Linked DNA regions of Sus scrofa: region 1 is linked to region 2. A link is a contact called in public Hi-C data. All regions are on one chromosome and are shown on one strand. The core of a region is the stretch at or near the end of the contact, and the rest is flanking DNA. Distances in the headings are between cores, read along the strand shown. Region 1 overlaps RNGTT (mRNA-capping enzyme). Region 2 overlaps RNGTT (mRNA-capping enzyme).

The links. A called contact is a pair of places that touch in the nucleus more often than the background predicts.
Region 1: a Hi-C map of liver shows a contact between it and region 2, with 6 times the contacts expected there. The contact joins two enhancer-like sites. A contact is called at or near these places in 1 of 5 promoter capture datasets (liver) and 2 of 47 Hi-C or Micro-C datasets (liver and skeletal muscle).

The regions. Positions count from the first base shown.
Region 1 is chr1:56,936,784-56,939,882 of Sscrofa11.1, reverse strand. All of the region lies in intron 13 of RNGTT (mRNA-capping enzyme), which reads left to right. Among named protein-coding and RNA genes, the nearest start is that of RNGTT, 120 kb to the left of the region's middle. Within about 2 kb of position 1,427, at least 1 of the 83 cell types and tissues checked has an H3K27ac peak or open chromatin away from gene starts, as enhancers often do. A contact at or near this core is called in liver, where this site is marked.
Region 2 is chr1:56,892,297-56,894,996 of Sscrofa11.1, reverse strand. The region is part of intron 14 of RNGTT (mRNA-capping enzyme); the gene reads left to right. Among named protein-coding and RNA genes, the nearest start is that of RNGTT, 170 kb to the left of the region's middle. Within about 2 kb of position 1,331, at least 4 of the 83 cell types and tissues checked have an H3K27ac peak or open chromatin away from gene starts, as enhancers often do. A contact at or near this core is called in liver, where this site is marked.

The DNA.
Region 1 (3,099 bases), core at 178-2,677, 45 kb before region 2:
GATGGCTAAGAGATTAATTCTGATGAGACCACCTACATCTTTTTTATGTTTCTTAAAAGACACAGATGAATATGGTTCTTTGGAAGTAAGTCTTCAAAGATGAAGTAAAATTTGTTAAATTGCTTTATTACTAAATATCTTATTTTGCCTAAATGCCATATTTATAATATTTAGTTAAGATAAACCCTTGTGTGTTTTTATTGATTATTTCATTGAGATTTGAAAGATTATTTTGTTCTGCTTTTAGCAGATTGTAATTCTTAGTAGCACTTGAAAGCTGTTGCTTGAAAGCTTAGCAGAATGTCCTATAAGAATGATATTATTAATTATTTTTTCTTGCATTTGTCCATTGCAATTAAATATAGCAAAGTATAATTCAGTTTATTAGTTTGTCCTTTGCTTTTATTCTTCATGTATTTTTAAATACATTTAAAAATTTTTACCTCTTTAAATGTCTTTTTATAAAAAAAAAGAATCATTTTTGATTTTAGTACTTTTAAACACACTAGAATGCCAGCATTTAAGATGATTTTTCTGAAAGGAATATGCAAATTACATTGGTGTACATACATAATTTAGTTATGTAACATGGGTGTCAGTTTTCAGAAATGAGGTATTTTATATGAATTATAGTATGATAACTATTACATAAAATATGTATTATTCAGTTAGCCAGAGTAATGTGCTTTTTTCCATGTAGAGAATATTATGTATTGTAGCAGTTTTCACAAAATAAATGAATTTACATCCAATGCTTATGTTAGATGCAGTATGTGAGAGGGCATTGTGAAGAATATTCCTGCAACAGTTTGAAAGGAGAGTAGCCATGTCTTTGAATCATAAGAATCATAGCATGTTACTAGTGAAGTGGGACTAAGATTTTAAAATACCATGAGACAAGCTAATTTCTTTTCTTGATTGTGCTTCTAAATATGTCTACAAAGCTTAGGATGGAGTAAGAATATCTTGAAAGGTATAATATAAATACCAATCTTTGAAAATGTCTGCAGTGATTTTTTTTTTATGAATTCAAATCTTCCCTCAGCTGCTGTAATAAAGTGATTATAGTATAGATTCATGTTAGATTAAAATTTAATGCAAATAGAAAAATATTTGCAAAAGTACCCTTTTGATGGTACTTAAAATCTAAACTTTGCTCTTTTCACTCCTTATAGTATCATTTCTGAAAATTCAAATATGTTAAGTCCGCATTGATTTATCATGGCCTAACTTGTGTATATCCTAGCAGTTTATACTGTGTTGGCTTTGTAGACATACAGTACAGAGTTTCATTTGAAAGATATACATTGCTTTAAAATTATTGTGGGTTTGTAGTAACTGATTAACAACCCAAAACCATGGTCCCTGTCAAAGCTAGGATTACGAAAGTTGTGTTCCGGAGAGTGTCAACACCTGAGTACGATGTCAGTGACATACAGCAAGCAGTATCAACTTACTGTTTTTCCAGCATAGTTTAGAGCTCAGATTCTAGAGCCAGACTGCCTGAGTTTAAATCTTCTTGTCAGCTGTGTGACCTTGAACACATTCTTTGTTTCTGTGATTTGAATTCCTCATCAGTAAAATAGGAATTGGCCTCATGAGATTTACGTGAGGATTAAATTAGCTAATATATGTAAAATATTTTAGAACAGGTGGCATATGGTAAGCATTTCACTGTTTGCTGTTATATTTGTTATTTTCATTAAGGTAGATTTAAAAGTTCATATTCCCTTTTTGTCAGTCTTACAATTCTGTTGTTTGCTGAATTATCTAAATTCACTTTTCTATGTGAGTCATTTCCTATTAATTTTTCCCCTTTAAAATGCATATATCTCCAATTTATTTGTACAATTAAGTACAAATCATTAAATACTTGGAGAGCAAGAACACAGCAAAGTCACAAAATATATATAGTATAGTATATTTATGGAATTTTGGGGAAATAAATGTCTTAACCATGGTGCTGTGTATAGTGGTTAAGAACGTTGAGTTCTTGGAGTTCCTGTGATGGCTCATCGGAAATGAATCCAACTAGTATCCATAAGGATATGGGTTGGATCCCTGGCCCAGTGGGTTGGGGATCCAGTGTTGCTGTGAGCTGTGATGTAGGTTGCAGATGTGGTTCGGATCTTGCATTGCTGTGACTGTGGTGTAGGCTGGCAGCTGCAGCTCCGATTCGACCCCTAGCCTGGAAACTTCTATATGCTACTGGTACAGCCCTAAAAAAGGGGGGGGGGGTTCTTGGCCAGGACTGCACAGAACCAAATTCGAGCTCTACTGCTTGCTATTGTTACTTGATCTTTGTTAGCTTCTTCAGCTGTTAAATGTACAGAGTAGTAGTGCTGAGCTCAAAGATTTGTTCATATTCTGTATTTAATTGTAGAAGTGAACAAAAAAGCAAATATGGATTCTGCCCTTACGGAGTTTACAAGTATAAGCTAGTGGGCTAAAATGCAAAAATAATGTTGCTTAACTAGGTTTTATAGAGGTGAAATAAAATGATGCATCTAACCAACTCAGGTTTGGGCATTTGAAGGTGAGAAATGCCGGCTTAATAATAAGCACTATAAAGTAAATAGAATCAACTACATGGTTCTACTTTACTTGAAAATGTATGAAAAAGTCCTCTTACTCTGCTAACTAAAGTGGTTTTTCTTCCTTTTGCTCAGATTTATTTAAAAATGAAAGAATGATTAATTCTATTTCTCATGCTTGCTAGAACTCGTGTTGTTGTTTTTAAGAAAGAAATTATAGTGGTAAATATTCAGGATGTTGAAAAAATGTTCTTGTATAAGAAAGGATTAAGGTCAGCAAGAATATAGCTAATAAACTATAGGGGGGAAACGTCTTATTTCTTAGCTAAGCAGAGCCCCCCCACCCCGGTTTTTTTGTGGAATGAAATTCTTAACTCTTTTATTCACATTTCATTAAAAATTATTTTGAATGAGTGATATTAGAGATAAAAATACTAACATAGCCAATATTATTACCCAGTATACTTAATGACTAAGCTATTTGGCATATAGCTGGTCATATTTGGGGGGTGTAACAGTGGCTACTTTTGTATTTTAGCAGATGGCCTATAGTAACTGCTCTGAT
Region 2 (2,700 bases), core at 82-2,581:
CTCCACACCTACTCTTATCTTCCAAATGATTTCATGTGGTTTGAGGATAGAGAAAGAAATAAAGGTAAGATCCCAGTGGATTTAAAAAAAAAAGCAGAAAAAAATGGAGGTGAGTGGAGTTCCCGTCGTGGCGCAGTGGTTGACGAATCCGACTAGGAACCATGAGGTTGAGGGTTCAATCCCTGCCCTTGCTCAGTGGGTTAATGATCCGGCGTTGCCGTGAGCTGTGGTGTGGGTTGCAGACACGGCTCACATCCTGCACTGCTGTGGCTCTGGCATAGGCTGGCAGCTACAGCTCCGATTAGACCCCTAGCCTGGGAACCTCCATATGCCGAAGGAGAGGCCCAAGAAATGGCAAAAAGACAAAAAAAAAAAAAAGGAGGTGAGTGAGAAATTGAGAGAAAGCAATGAAGCAGATCTAGATTTGTGTGACATATTAATGACTACCAGCTCAGTTTTCTGTACTGTAAGGGAAGAGGCGAATTTTCAATGTCTCATAGCAGTAATAAAGGCAGGCATGGTTATTTCTTTGTTGAAAGTAGACTCAAAAAGTGAAAGAAGCTTTTAAAACAACAACAACAACAACTCACTAACTGTCATGAAAGCCAAAACCCTCTCTACTTCTATGCAATAGCTATTTAGTTGCTGACAGCATTTTATCCTGCACATTTACTGACAGAGAGCTTTAGGGCCACTGCTGGGCTCTCTAGTTAGTGAGCCCATATTGCTATCTTTCTGGATGTTAAAAATCACACATTGTTTGTTACTACCAGGTCACATAGTAGCTGCAGACTTAGGATTCCAAAAAGTATTCAATAGTAGTAGTTTTTGTGCCATTTTTACCAAGGTACTTTTGGCAGTGTTGTTGCCAAAACTGAGATAACACTTCAGCCTAGAGTCACTTTCAGTTTTAGAATTCTTATCTTCCAATCCTTAACTTATCTACAAGAATATGAGTCCCACAGGGCTGGGCTGTGTCTTGTGCACCTCTCTATCTTTGGCAATTAGCCTAGTGCCCAAGACCTAAAAACACTAAATGAGTATTTGTTAACATTATTGAAGAATGCTCAGAAAACCAAGTGCATTGTTGCTGTTGTTGTTGTTTTGGGGGTATACCCAACCGCATGGGAAAGTTCCCAGGTCAGGGATCAAACCTGTGCCACAGCTGTAACCAGAGCCACAGCGGTGACAACACTTAACCCTTGGAGCCATGAGCGAAGTCCTTTTTTTTTTTTTTTTTAAATTGAGGTGTAGTTAATATATAACATTGTGTTTGTTTCAGATGTACAACATAATGATCCAATATTGCAAACATTGCAAAAGGATCATCCCAGTAAGTCTACTTAACATCCATCCCCCTACATAGTTACAAAACAGTTTTTTTCTTGTGATGAGAACTCTTAAGACCTACTCTTTATCAATTTTCAAATAGGCAGTACAGTATTATTAACTACAGTCACTCTGCTATTACATTACATCCTCAGAACTTATCTGTCTTATAATTGAAAACATGTACCCTTTCACCTCCCTTCATCCATTTCTCTCCCACCCTCACCCCCTGCTTGTGGCAACAAAAATCTTTTCTATATTCCTTGGAGCTTGTTTTTTTGTTTTGTTTTTTGTTTTTAAACTATAAAGATTTACCTGTGAAGTTCGTCAGAGTATTTAAAACTCTGGTTCTAATTGCATGTATATTTACTGCCTTAAAACTTTGTTTTCTGATCTCTGTTACATCTTGAGTTGGGATATCTTTGAGGCACTATAAATTAATTTTATTTTCTAATTTAAGATTATGGTTGTAAATTGTTATTAACATCAGTAGCTTTATTTGAAATGTAGATTTTGTGAATACATTATTCTGAGAACATTTTAATTATAGTCCTCAAATTATTTTCCAATTAAGAAAGTTAGCATTTTTCTTAGCTGGAAATTCCAATTACTTTCAATCTCTCTTGAGTGAGACATTTATAGAAAAATATTAGAAATCATTTTAGCATATTCTAGTTTTTTTTAAAAACCAGATTTATCGTATCAAGCTGTTTTCTTGTTAAATGTGGTTTGGAGAGAAAAAGATTAAATTCTTTTTTTGTAATTTGGAGATGTTCTCAAAAAAGCAAATTGTATCAATGCTAAAGTATTTATAATGCAGTGAACATCCTATTTTGGTGAAAGGAAATAAATGTTATTTTTTATCCTGAGTTTTTTTCCCCTACAAATATTTTACTTCTAAAAAGAATTTCGAAGGCATTGATAACATGTACATATAAAAGGATATCTATAAAATGACTATTGTTAAAGTCATGTTTCTGACAAATGCCAGAGTTTCTGATCTGGATTATATATTAGACATCTAGAAGTTATATATTTCACTTTCTTCCCACAAAAGGAGAAAAATAATTTCTCCAGCAAATAGGTAAGAAGAAATATTTACTCATCCTCTTGCCTCATAAAGTTTGAAAACACAGTTCCAGACCTGTCCGGTCCTCACGAGGCAGAGGCAGCTGCAAAGACCCATTTCAGGTGTCCCATGGCTGTGACGCAGGTATTAGGAAAGCTCCAAACTGGTGTTCTCTTTGTTGACTCTTGGAGAAGAGTAACAAACTGAAACTCTGAGACTAGATAACACCAGACCATTAATGTTGCCAATGATTTGTAATTGGCCTTGAACTGGCTACCTTGAACATCTTCAGAAGTTTGAGA